Regions from separate parts of the Cyprinus carpio genome. Here region 1 is linked to region 2. A link is a contact called in public Hi-C data. All regions are on one chromosome and are shown on one strand. The core of a region is the stretch at or near the end of the contact, and the rest is flanking DNA. Distances in the headings are between cores, read along the strand shown. Region 1 holds the start of thrab (thyroid hormone receptor alpha). Region 2 overlaps pkd1b (polycystin-1).

What was found. Hi-C and Micro-C count contacts between places; a contact is called where the count stands out from the background.
Region 1: a contact with region 2 is called in a Hi-C map of red blood cells, with 3 times the contacts expected there. The contact joins the promoter of thrab here to the enhancer-like site in region 2. A contact is called at or near these places in 6 of 8 Hi-C or Micro-C datasets (liver, red blood cells and skeletal muscle).

Annotation. Positions count from the first base shown.
Region 1 is chrA12:12,050,070-12,056,588 of ASM1834038v1, reverse strand. thrab (thyroid hormone receptor alpha) reads left to right here and starts at 1,403. Exons shown (of 10, transcript XM_042767565.1): 1 at 1,403-1,919.
Region 2 is chrA12:11,909,821-11,916,426 of ASM1834038v1, reverse strand. It overlaps pkd1b (polycystin-1), which reads right to left. Exons shown (of 42, transcript XM_042767564.1): 32 at 5,704-5,906; 33 at 5,415-5,612; 34 at 5,112-5,266; 35 at 4,559-4,671; 36 at 4,334-4,473; 37 at 4,080-4,201; 38 at 3,717-3,888; 39 at 3,331-3,618; 40 at 2,610-2,744; 41 at 2,190-2,504; 42 at 332-1,358. The coding sequence ends at 615. Among protein-coding and RNA genes, the nearest start is that of pkd1b, 21 kb to the right of the region's middle. Within about 2 kb of position 4,191, at least 1 of the 8 cell types and tissues checked has an H3K27ac peak or open chromatin away from gene starts, as enhancers often do.

The DNA of each region.
Region 1 (6,519 bases), core at 154-2,653, 140 kb before region 2:
CAGTCTAAAGTAGACTGTATTTCTCATGGTGAAAAATAATAATGGTATTGTGTCTTTTTAATAAAATTCATATCAATACCACATTATTATTGAAAAGCTTATTCTATACATTTCCAATAAAATTAGTAAATTATAAATGAATTTTTATTTTTTAATTTATTTTTTAGCCAACTATTCCTTGACAGGTGCAAATTTTTATTGGTCCCATTTGTAACAATCGGCTTTATCGGAAGATGTTACAATTATTAAATGGGGTCAGATTATACTGTGTGAGCTCCAGAGGTTTTGTGCATTGAGACATTTCACCTTGGATGAATGAAGTTTGTTTACTAACTGCTACTGCAATATATTTTTTATTTTTTGTTTTGCTCCTTTTCAACTGTTTCCTTCTGACCCCTGCAGCGACTGTGATGTTTTAGTGCTTGCTATGTCCTAACATTTTTCCTCAATCTGTGTCAAAAAAGTTCTGTGTGCCACTGTGGCTTGTTTGTTTCATTACTCCAACTGAGACTGTTACATTTTTACACTTCCATCCATAAGGTATATATATATATAAAAAAAATAAGGTGGATACCCACCCAGGGTATGTTTACATGACAATGTTGTACTGTAAATGTTTTAACTTTACATTTTTTTTAAAGTTTTGCACAAAGATGACAACATTGTTAAAATGATCCCCGTTCACACTGGTCCACAAAAATGACATGAAATTATTATGCATGCCAGGCCACTAGCTAGCAATGTCACTTTGTACAGAAACACGTGCCCCCCACACCTACCTAAACATCTAATATGCATGTCCATGATATCACTGGTTTCAAAAAGTAATAAATAAATAAATAAATAAATTATATATATATATATATATATATATATATATATATATATATATATATATATATATATATATATATATATTGCTTTCAAAAACTTGCTCTTTGAAACCAAAAATCAAAAACACCATCTAAAAATAGTAAAAAATAGTAAAAAACCTCAATGTTTGCATTTTCAGCCCCAAAAATGCCATTGTTTCATAAATGAACGCCCAAAGCTCATTAAAAGTTTGAACTTGTGAGTTGCCCACCTGCTCCATAACTTTATTCTGGACTATACTGTTTCATGTTTGTTTTTATATTGTTTGGTTTGTTTATTTTTGTCTAGAAGAGCTAAAGTAAACTATATAGTAATTATACCATTATTCTAATTATTAGTATTAAAAATTGTATGACATGGCTGGTCATGTGTTCTCCTGAGGGGCACTCTATGTAGAATAAAATAGTCTTTTCTATGAGACCGAGAAGTCAGGAGTCTGATCGCATGTGAGTTTACATTATTACGTTCATTTCTTTATATGTAAAACCTTTTTAATTAGCAAAATGCTGCATGCACCTTTAAATCAGAAGCGCGGCTGTGAGTTTCTTCAGTGATGTTGGATAGTGACGGACGCTTCGCGAGCTGTCATCCGCCTCACATGACAGCAGTCTGAGAGAGAGAGATGGAGTACAGTCATGGAAGTATTTTACAGTGTTAGTCCTGTAGAGAGCGGTAGATCGTTTTATTAAATTGTTTAATACGCTCCCTGTGGTACTGTACATGAGCGCGACCGGGGACGGGGAGGGAGGAGCGATCGTAGTATTTCTCTTCATTTCAAATCCCTGTCGTGGCAGCACGGGCAAGGCAGAGGACTTTTCTCCCCTTCAAACTAAGGGGAAAACCCTCCACCGAGAGCCTAGTGCACGAGCTAAAGAGCAAACGGAGGACTTTGGGAGGAGGAAGCATTAGTTTGAAGGCACACTGTGGCTCACTGTGTGCACTAGTGTCTCCACACTTGCACTGGATACACGAAGCAGGACGTTTTGACTTGTCTGCGACTCGCAGGATCGCCGCGATCTCCCGGAAACCCGCCAAACGTTCACTCGGTGAGTCGCGCGCCGTGCGCGTTTATTTACGGCTCTCGCGCTTCGCTCATGCAGCATTCGTTCGTGTTCTTCTGCCGTACGAAGCTGATTCAAGCGTACGCTAGCTGCGTGGTTTGACAGGTCAGCGGTCCTAAAGCTAAAACGGTTCATTCCCGTCGCTCTCCACTGTAAGACACTACAGGCTTTAGTGGACGCGGGCTTTGGCATGTTAGCACGGCGGACATTGCACAGGTTGCCGGTTTGGAGATTGTCTTTCTGTATGTAGGGCCTAGTTTGTAGCAGGCATATACTGTACCAACAGATACATTGTAGCCCCGTGTTTGCTGGTACAGTATGTGGCTGCCACACACACACACACACACACACACACACACACACACACACACACACACACAGTACTGAAGCAGGCACGCGTTTTGTGCTGATGGGTTCACTTCAGGTACTCTTTTCCACCCAAAACATGTGCATAGAAGAGACAGGTACCGACAGGTAAATAAGTGAAGGACTTTTAGCGATGATAAAATGAGTTTATGCATTAGTTTGCTCTCTGTGAAAAAAGTTTGAACTGTTTACAGTAAACTGATTTTGCATTATGCAGCATCTACAGCAGGGTACCTTTTTTTAATTTAATAGTTTGAACTTGGGGAGTTTTTTTTAAGTGAAAATGCCATTTAAGTGTAAATTATGTATATAAAGTGGTAGTTCTGCAGAATGAAGTCTGACCTGTCTAACTTTTAAACACTCAACCCAGGTTTTTTTATTAAGACTAGTATATTGCAGATATAAAGTGTACAAGAAATTGATGTAATTATATGGACAATTTCCCATTTTCCATATGTTGAATTGCTTGAAGATACTGAAAAGCTGTGTTTGTATTAATTAATGTAATTTCCATCTTTTAAGCACATTCTTCAAAGTGAAATTCAGTTATGTATGTAGTGATTCATATCAAGGTGGCCTGTTTTTAATAACTAATCAAGTAATTGCTTTTTGAATTGTGTCAGGGTCAGGGAAAATACAGTTGCTTTTAACACTGTAAAGGCAAATTAAATATGCAACTATTTAAGCATTTACTAATCGATCTAATTTTTCAGCATGGGTAAGTGAACATGAGATATGTTAATGCCTGTAGAATGGAAGAATTTAAAGGATTAGTTCACTTCCAGAATAAAACTTTCCTGATAATTTACTTATCCCCATGTCATCCAAGATGTTCACGTCTTTCTTTATTCAGTCGCACGTAAATTAAGGTTTTTGAGGAAAACATTCCAGGATTTTTCTCCATATAGTGGACTTCATTGGGGTACAACTGGCTGAAGGTTCAAATTGCAGTTTCAGTACAGCTTTAAAAGTCTCTACACGATCCCAGCTGAGGAATAAGTGTCTTGTCTAGCTAAACGATCAGTCATTTTCTTAATAAAATAAAAAATGTATGTTCCTTTAAACAATTTTTTAGATAATCGATTAGTTGGCTGATTATTTTTTTCTGATTAATCGAAGAAAACCCCCCCCCCACAATTTTCTTTATTTCAATTTTATTGACAAAAACACACTATTCCACAGTCTGCCCAATGTCCTTCAAACAAATGTGCCAACTGAATGCTATGAAAACATACAGTGCTTAACAATTTATAAGACCACCTGTCATAATAGAGAAATCACAAATATTTTAGGAATCTGTCAAAAAAAAAAAAAAAAAGATATCTAGAAATGTTATTGTCATTTATTGGGAAAATAACAAACCGAAACAACTAAGTAGTATTTATTCACATAATAACAAAAATGGCCTCCTTTGCCTTTGATAACAGCTTGCATGCTTGCTGGCATTGTTTATGTACTTTTTGACTAATTGGGTATCTGAATAAAAAAAAAAAGTGTTTACAAAGTAAACGTGCAAAGAAAGTCAAACGCCCTTTACAAAAAATGGTAAAACAATGTCGGATGTTTTTGAAGTTGGAGGAGAAAATGAGATGGAGTTTTTTGTCCTACCTTACCTTTTTGAACCAGAGTACACAGATGAAGAGTGGACCACTTGTGACCTTTCCAATGTGATTACTGTACATAATGCATGAATTTGCGTGATTCTAGGAAATGAAGCAAGCGCTCATAGGGATGCCAGAAATATGGCACTGAGACGCAGCGTCTCGTTCCCTTGGGGGACCATGGTTATATGTGTAACCTGGAGAAGTTTCCCTTCAGGAACTCAAGCTGCGTCAAAATGCTATGGGAATGAGTATGCCCACGTTGCCTGACTTACAAATCCCTGCCTAGTGTGGAAGAGCACAGCTAGGGCGAGAAAACGTGGCTCGCATATCTAGGCCATAGAACCTGATGAACGTTAGGGGCGTGGACCAACCCGAAGCGTTGCAGATGTCCTGCATAGATACACCTGCTAAAAAGGCCTTGGAGGCCGCTACACTTCTGCTCGAGTGAGCCTTGACTCCAGAGGAGAGGGGAGATCAGAGGACTCATAGTCAATGCAAATGGCATCCACTATCCACCGGCTGAGGGTCTGTTTAGTAGCAGGAAGATCTCTCTTTGGGGGACCGTAGCACACTAGCAGTTGGTCCGCCTTTCTCCACAGGGCAGCTCTGTGGACGTATGTGTCTGAGACAAAGAACCAAGGTTTCCTACACATGTCTAAGGCACGTGACCTTGAGCATGTGGAGCAGGTTTCCCCTAAGGGAGAACCCCTTAGTCTTGAGCCACCCCTGCAAGGGTCTTATGTACAGCAGGCCAAAAGGTATCACCTTGGACTGAGCTGCCATCAGACCCAGCAGTCTTTGAAACTGCTTGACACTCTCTCTGGCCTTCTCTCACTCTCGCGACTGTAGTGAGGATCGACTTGATCTGAGCAGGAGACAGACATGCCTGCATCGTGGGTTGAGTATGCCGATGCCCTGGAGTTGCAGAGGAGCCAATGCTGCATCCATACACGTGAAAGTGTGGGGTGAGAGTGCAAGGCCAACGGGAAGAACTCTATATTGGTAAGCTTTGCCCCCAAAAGCAAACCTCAGGAACTTCCTGTGTTTGAGTGGTTCAATTCAAGTGGTTCAGTTCAATTGACGCAGATCTAAAATGGGATGCAACCCTCCATCCTTCTTGAACCCCTCAATGGCCTCCTTCCTCAAGAGAGTGTTTACTTCTTGTACCTGAACCGGTAGACAAGCAGGGGATGGCTGAACTAGCTGCTCTAGAGACCTCCGCAATGGTAGCGAGCCTCTTAGTACCACTATGTTTCTGGACGGTGACTGAAAGAAGCGCTCGCCGGAGACGCTGAGCCCTGATGCGCCGTGGGTGGCAGTGTTGGAAGACCGATCTCCTGAGGGCACTGAGAAAAGACGGGGACTGTATAATAAGGTGTACACCGCTCTTCCCCAGAGGGGCCTGCCCTCAGAAGTCCTCAGCCACATGCGTCAGGACTTCTTGGCCGAGGCCTTCTAAGACGTAAGAACGGTCTGCAGTTCTGGCTTCGACTTAGAAGACCCCAGCCTAGAGCATCACTGTGGCTCCTGGTCCTGACGAGGGGGAGCACAGGAGGCGACACTCTGCTTTTGAGCCTTCCAGTATGAGGAGCTGGTACACGGAGGGGGCTGGTCTTGCCCGGCAGCTCCCAGAGCTAGAGAGCGGCGAGGGAGGAACTGCTGGAAAACCGACTCTTGTTTACGAGCCTCCTGGTACCTGTCAATGACAGAATTGATGGCATCGCCGAACTGGCCAGAAGGCCCAAGCGGGGTGTCTTTGAGGAAGACCCTGTCCTTCTCTTCCATGGCAGACAGGGTCAACCACCATTGTCTATCTGCCGTTCATCTTGTTTGCTTTTCTGCGGCTTAGCCTGTTTCTCGGCGGGCCACTCGGAGCAAAGCACACAAAGTCACAGCATGAATAACCACCTTCAATAGCTCCTCATACTGGGGCGATTGAGGGGGCGAATACTAATCGACGCCCACCACGTCAACCTATTCGGAGGAAGACAGGCAGAGCGTTGAGCCCTCTCCCTGGAGGGAAGAAACCGCAGAGTGGGCTTCCGATCCCAGAGAGCGGGCCCTGGATCTGGTGGGTGAGGAAGGAGTAAGGGACTCGCCCGTCTCCATTTCCTCCACCAGATCCATCTGCAAACCCCACGAGCACAGCCGCAATTCTGCCTCGGCAGAAATGGGGCTGGCACCGCGAGGAACGCTGGCAAAGGCTCCCTCCTCAAAGAGAGCTTTCCGTGAGCAAAGTGTACGCAGTGACAGATGCTCGCAATGCAGCCAGTCAGCTCCCTCGAGAGCTGACTTTGTGTGCTTCGCTCCCAGGCAGCCTAAAATGCTGCCTGCTCTCACCCAAATGCTTTGTTTTGGCTGAAGCTTTTGACATAATGGAGCTTATAAAGTGGACAAACAACACTAAATAAGACACACACACAGAGCGCTTGCCGAATGACAAAGCTAACGCTGTTTCCACCACACATGCTTTTAAGCTTCCTTACATCTGCTTTATATCAATGAAAAATAAAGTTCTTGCAGGATTCCTAAAGAAAACAAAACAATTGTAAAACAATACAATAAATACAGATGTTGAACATTCTCAGAACATTTCAACTTGGATTTAACAGGTT
Region 2 (6,606 bases), core at 2,942-5,441:
TTTCAAGGATTTTTAAATAATAGTAATAATAATAAAGTTATATATATATACATGTATATAGGAGTATATATTTTTTGAAGTGTTAGCAGACTTAAATGTTATAAAAAGGATTGAGAGTTTAATTAAGTTTCAATTTAACATTGAATTTCTTAGTAAGGAAAAAATATGATACGATGAAGTTTGTTTAACTTACATTTACATATTCAGTAAATAATGTACGCTATAAAGAGCTTTATTTGCTCTAACAAAATTGATTCATCTTGCCAATTTCTACTAACCTTAACTTTTTTTAAATGTTTTGAATGATAAACACAAATATTCTGATGTTTAAGCCACAGTTTGCATGGCCGTGTCATTTTATTGGCAAAAATAAAACAGATTCTTCACTATACAAGAAGATACATGTCTCAGAAGACTGTTTTTGGTGAAATCAAAGCGAAATAAACACTTCTACATGAAAAGCGGTGCAAAACCACAAGTCAGGAAGTAGAAATACAATATACAAAATCTAAAGTGGTCATGACTAACACTGTGCATTCACTGTGTCAAAAAATTAAAAAAGAGCAAAATTATTATTCACATTTAATATAATAATACTACCATATTTGAAACTCTTATTCAGTGTGCCATGCCTGTCTCTTAATCGGCATGCCGTCACATACATGATCTCGGTCTCCGTCTTCACTCCGGGGTCTCACTGGCAAGGCCACAGTGCTGTGAGATCCAGGTAACCTCTGAGTGGTGTCAGCGGAATGGCAGGTGACTGAATTCCAGGCCCTGCGTCTTGGGACACCCCATTTTCTCAGGTTTGGGCTGTTCATACTTCCATCCAATGCAGAAAGTAATCTCTTACCTAACTGAGCAGCAGGCCCCATCAGGGAGGACTCTGAGTGTGTAGCACGGCAACGTGGAAGGGTATTAATGACACCTTGAAGAGAAACTGGAGTGTGGTCACATTCCAAAACAGAGGTAGATGGATGTCGAGGGAACGGTGGCAGCTTTGGTGTTGGATCATGTCCCTCGGAGGTCACCTGCTGAAGCTTAGACTTTCTTCTCTGGTAAATTCTGCTCTGGGTTTGCTGAAGTTGGAGCTCAAAGTTATAGACTTCATCGGTCAGCTGGTTGACGCGGTCGAAACCAGCCACGAGGCTGTCAACACAGGGCACCAGGCGGTCCACATAATGGTGAAAGTTAAAACTGCCTGAAATGACAGATGAATCGGAGGCCGAAGAAGAGGCAGATGATACCTGGCGAGGACCGCTGGGACTGAGCGGGACAGAGCAGTTGGAGGCTTCAGAGCCCTGGGAGGATCTAGAGGGTGGAGGAACCATTCCCTCAAACTTGACTCTGTGCCTAAACTACAAAGGAAATAAAAAGAAATAGGTTTGTTTATTACATTTACATTTAATCATTTAGCAGACACTTTTATCCACACACACACATGCATATATATATATACACACTAAGAAAATTCCATAAAGTCCTGTACTGTATTAATATGAAGGCATTTTCCATTGATTTTTCCACAGGTGTTTTACCCATATTTTGAAATATGCATTGCATTATATTGTGTATTAGAGTTAAAGGTGATGTCCATAAACTTGCAACGTTTGGGGTCAGTGATTTTTTTTAATGTTTTGTAAGAAGTGTTCACCAAGGCTGCATTTATTTGATCAAAAATACAGTAAAACAGTAATATTAAAATGACCATTTTCTATTTTAATATATTTTAAAATGTAATTTATTCCTATGATTGCAAAACAGCCATTACTTGAGTGTCACATAATCCTTCAGAATTATATAATATGCTGATTTGGTGCTCAAGACACATTTCTTATTATTATCAAGGTTGGAAAGTTTTTGATGCTTAATATTTTTGAACTGTTACTTTTGATTAATATAATGCATCCTTGCCAAATAAAATGATTTTCCCCAAACGTTTGTATGGTACTCTAAGTATCTTTAAATATATTTAAATATATGTATTTTATATAAATATGATTTATATAAATATTATTTATATTTTATAATTTCATAATTAATTTTTATTTATTTATCAATTTATATATATATATATATATATATTTTTTTCTAATTATCTCTAGTCAAGTCACATTGGATTAAAGTGTCGGCTGAATAAATACTGTACATGTAAAACTAATCTCAATGAACCCAAATGTCCTTTGTACCTCTTTGGTCTTGCTAAGCCCCATCCACAGCTTGAGGCGTTTAATGAGGAACTGTACCATCTCATAGTCCTGCGGCTCCATGGCTGGTCTGTAAATGTCTGCCTGTACCATTCGGTATGTTCGAATCAATACAGCAGCACATAGGCGCCCCAGTACCCAAAATCCAATGCCCACAGCAGACAGGCAGTAGAGAGGTCCCACCACAGGATGATGCTCACAAAGTCGACGCAACCCCATGTGGCCCCTTAACAAACACAGCAGAGAGGAACTGGCCTGCCCTAAGGTCCTAAAGCCCTCTACTGAACCCGAGAAGAGCTGAAAGAGATGGAGAGAATGACCTGAGCTGTGTTTGAGAAGCAAAAAAGATTTAAAGAAAAAAATACAATGCAATGTCAAATGAAAAACAAAAAAACATTCTACCATGATGCCTGTGTGAGAGAACAGAAGCAACAAGAGGAGCAGCAGGAACACCACGCCACAGATCTGAGGGAATACTTGTCGAATAACCCGTCCTATCACCAACCATCGCCTAACAAACCGCAGGATCCCCACCATCTGTCAAAACATACCTCTGAATTGTGATTGGTCACAAATTTTGATGTAGTTCATTTTTTTATGTTATATGTATAATGCTGTTAATGTCTTTCCCATTTTCTTTCTATATTTACAGTATGTTATTTACATTTTTGAATTGTATTTATGTGATTACAAGCTTTGCTAAAGTTGTAATGTAAAGGAATAAGTGACAGACCTCTTCTTCTATATTGTGAGGTACAGCCGAGTAAAAACAAAAAACAAAATGTAGTGCATGGACTCAATGCATTATTTGTTAATTTGAATGGAGGCAGGTCTGAATGTGAGCTTGAGGTCAAATTTAAAAAAAGGGTGAGGTTTCACCAGAGAGAAGTCTGTCGTTTCATCAAAAGATCCAGTTATTTTGTTTTGAATAAAATCACATTTAAAAAGAAAGATAGGAAAGAATAAATCAATAGCGTGCATTTAAGATCACTACCATCCATTTAGAAAACAGATCATGCCAGCTTTAAAACATTTTTGCTGCTATTTTTACAGCATGTACTGGCATTTCATTCAGGAATGCAAACTGAGTTAAAAAAAAACCTTTTAGCTTTAGGGCTAATACCTTTAGAACCAAGAGGGTTAATACAATTGCTGAGAGCTGATTGGACTTTCTGGCCAGTGTGGCAGCACTATGGAAGTCAGCAAAGCAGGAGGGCCTGGAGCAATGTCTGGAGATGAAGGCTGCAGTCGTGTAGAGGAAATACAGACGAAGAACAGCTGCTGCTAGCGTCAGAAGAGCTAACAACGGCTGAAACCAGCGCCAGGCTTGCCTCAGGTATTGACTTGGCTTTCTGATCAAGGCCCATACTTCAGCGCTCACAAAGCACAGGGCAAACAGCAGTAGCAGAACCTAGTTAGAAAACAGGCGTTAATACGACTACAAGAAGACCACAGATCCAACTTTGTAAGATTCTTTTCAAACTGAATCTGAACTAGGAGAGCCAGTACCGTCAATGTGACATGTAAGTCTGTACCAAATAATGGAGAGATGTGAAAAGGCTGGACGGAAATGAAAGAAAGGATTCTGCCTGTCTGTGTTTGATCAAGGAGAATAGAGACTGGTGCCAAGATGCTGGTCTGTTTATGATAGTGAGTGAACTCAATCAATACTGCCTTTGTCCTGTCACAAAAAACATAAGAAACAAAAATCATTGAGCTGATGAGCATGATGGGTCTCTGGTACTAATAACACTGTATAAGTTCCATACTTACAGCATGTGTGCAGAAAGGTCCTTAGTACAAGTCTGGACATTTAAAGAACAAGGTTTTATTCTGTAGTGCTATTTTGTGTGTAATGGCGTAATATCATACCCAGTTGTAATCCACTTTGCTGTCTGTAAGCCTGACAGGATCCGACGTGTGGACTCACTGTTGTTCCCAAGCACTACTTCCTCTGACTCACTGAATGCACATGATGCACTCTTAGTCCTTGGTTGAGAGAGGACATTGTTATTATATGCCAGAAGACAAATGCACTAAGGAAAACATTATATTCTCAGCTGTTCAGGCTGCATGACAACTTTCACACACTAAAAGTCTTTCTCTTTGTGTCCTGTTATCTCTCACCATGCTGAAAGTGCTGCAGTGTTCTTGCTGTGTGTTGAGGAGCTCTGGTGTACAGGGTTGGCATGTGATGAAACATTAGCAGTCAGCATCAAAGGAAGTCGACCAGATTGGAACTTATCTCTGATGTTTTGACTGCAGACTTTGAGGAGGGAAAAATCAAATGTATATATATTTTTAGCAAATTCTCAAAAAGCTAAATCTGGCCTAACGACGCAAGTCCTTACAGTCTTGAAAACGAACTTTCTGCAGTCTTGCAGGGCCAGTTAAAGAAAGAGAAGGGTTTTCAAACAGGTGTGATATTAACCTCCCATCTACCCACTGTTCTGCATCCACCCATCTATGAGAAAAAAAAAATGTTGAAACAAAAAATGTTGAATCATTGTCTGGTTTTATCATGCATGCTCAACTCGCTCTTCTTGCAGTCTTTTGCTCCGTTTTTTTTTAGTTTTTTAGTATCTTGTACTTTTGTTGTTATTATAATAAACTTTGCACCGCTAACTAATGCATCTCTTTTTCTAACCAATTTTCAATCTGTTTATAAGGTCTCCCAGACTTCAAAATTTAGCAGAATTAACTAAAGTCACATTTCTGAATTGCATTTTGCAATACAACAGAGGGTTAAAGTTTTGATTATGTCCGAGGAACATATTTAAAAGAGATTAACACCAAATTATTTTTTTTCAAAAATCTCTGGGGTCTCTGGGACCTCAAAAAGAAAACAGTTTCAGCAGAACATGAGGGTTACTGGGGGAAGTGAATGTAAAGAGTCTGACTTACCCTGATAATGCAGTGAGACTGGGCTGGCCTGGTAAAGCTGTGATCAGCGTCTGTTTAATAGCCGAGTGAAGCCGTCTGCTGTTAGTCTCATGAACATATTCTTGGTAGTTCACCATCAGAACCACCAACAGGAAGAGCAAATAGACTAAGCAGCTCTGATTATCAGCGTAAAACATGAAACAAAAGAACATTAAAATTAATATTAATATGCATTAGAGTCAGAAAGCAGGAGAAATCCAGCTGTTATAGGTCTCTGAGGACTAAATGAGAGCTGAATGGATTCATCTGTGGGTCTGAGCTCACCCTCATTAAGGCTCTAAGTGTTCTCAGCTTCCGTGCTTCCTCTTTAGCCTGCAGCAGGCCGTATCCACAGAGAGGATGCACCTTATCCCCCAGATCCTCTTCTGTCCTTCTGACTTCTGTCTCCTGAGCCAAACGGTTCTCTACCTCTGGGTCCACTGGTTTCACCACAGCAGCCAGATATAGTGCTTGAATACATATCTGCAGAAAAATATCAGAACATACTGTAAAAATCTACATCTTTCAATTTCTTTTAATCTAAGGAACAGTGCAGAATAGGTTTATAGCTCACTGCAAATGGTTCCAACAGCAAGGCAGAAGTGAGGAAGGCTGACAGGGCAGACACCAGCCACATGAGAACCACAGAGCTGGAAAACCTGCTCCCATATAGTCCCACCAGAGCCAGGCTTGTTCCCAGCAAAACAGCCACCAGCAGGTGAATCATACGCAGAACCCATGATGGAAGAAAGAAGCCAGGTACACCACGAACAACTCCTGAACAGAGGTTCACACACAGAAAAAAAAAACAATTAAAATGATACACATACATTTTGATTATATACTTTGTGATATTTAGGGTTTTTTCTCTCTCTCAATCTGCTGTTCCAAAAAAACTGTTCAAAACTTTGGGGTAAGGATTTTTATTTATTTATTTATTTTTTTTTTTTATAAATATTAATTTTAATACTTGGTCTAATACTAAATTGGCCAAATGGGACAGTAAAGACAAATAAAATAAAATAAAATAAAATAAAATAAAATAAAATAAATGCTTTCTATTCTTCAAAGAAAATATATACCATTATAAATATAAGTATATACCAAAATATAATAATAAGAAATGTTTCTTGAGCATGAAATCAGCATATAAGAATAATTTCTGAAGGATGGTGTGACACTGAAGACTGTTGAAAATTCATCCATCACAAAAATAAATTATATTTTAAAATCTTTAAGATTATTTTAAGTTGTAATAATTAACAATATCGATGTTTTTTACTGTATTTTCCTCAAATAAGTGTAGCATTGGTGAGCATAAGCAACTTTCATAAACATTAACAAAAATATATCTTACTGATCCCAAACTTTTGGTATTGTGAGGAAATGGCCACATGTTTACTCATGGTCACAAGTCTAATTTGCACAACGTGTAACAGCGTGTGTCTTACCACCTTTCAATATCTCAAGTAAAAAA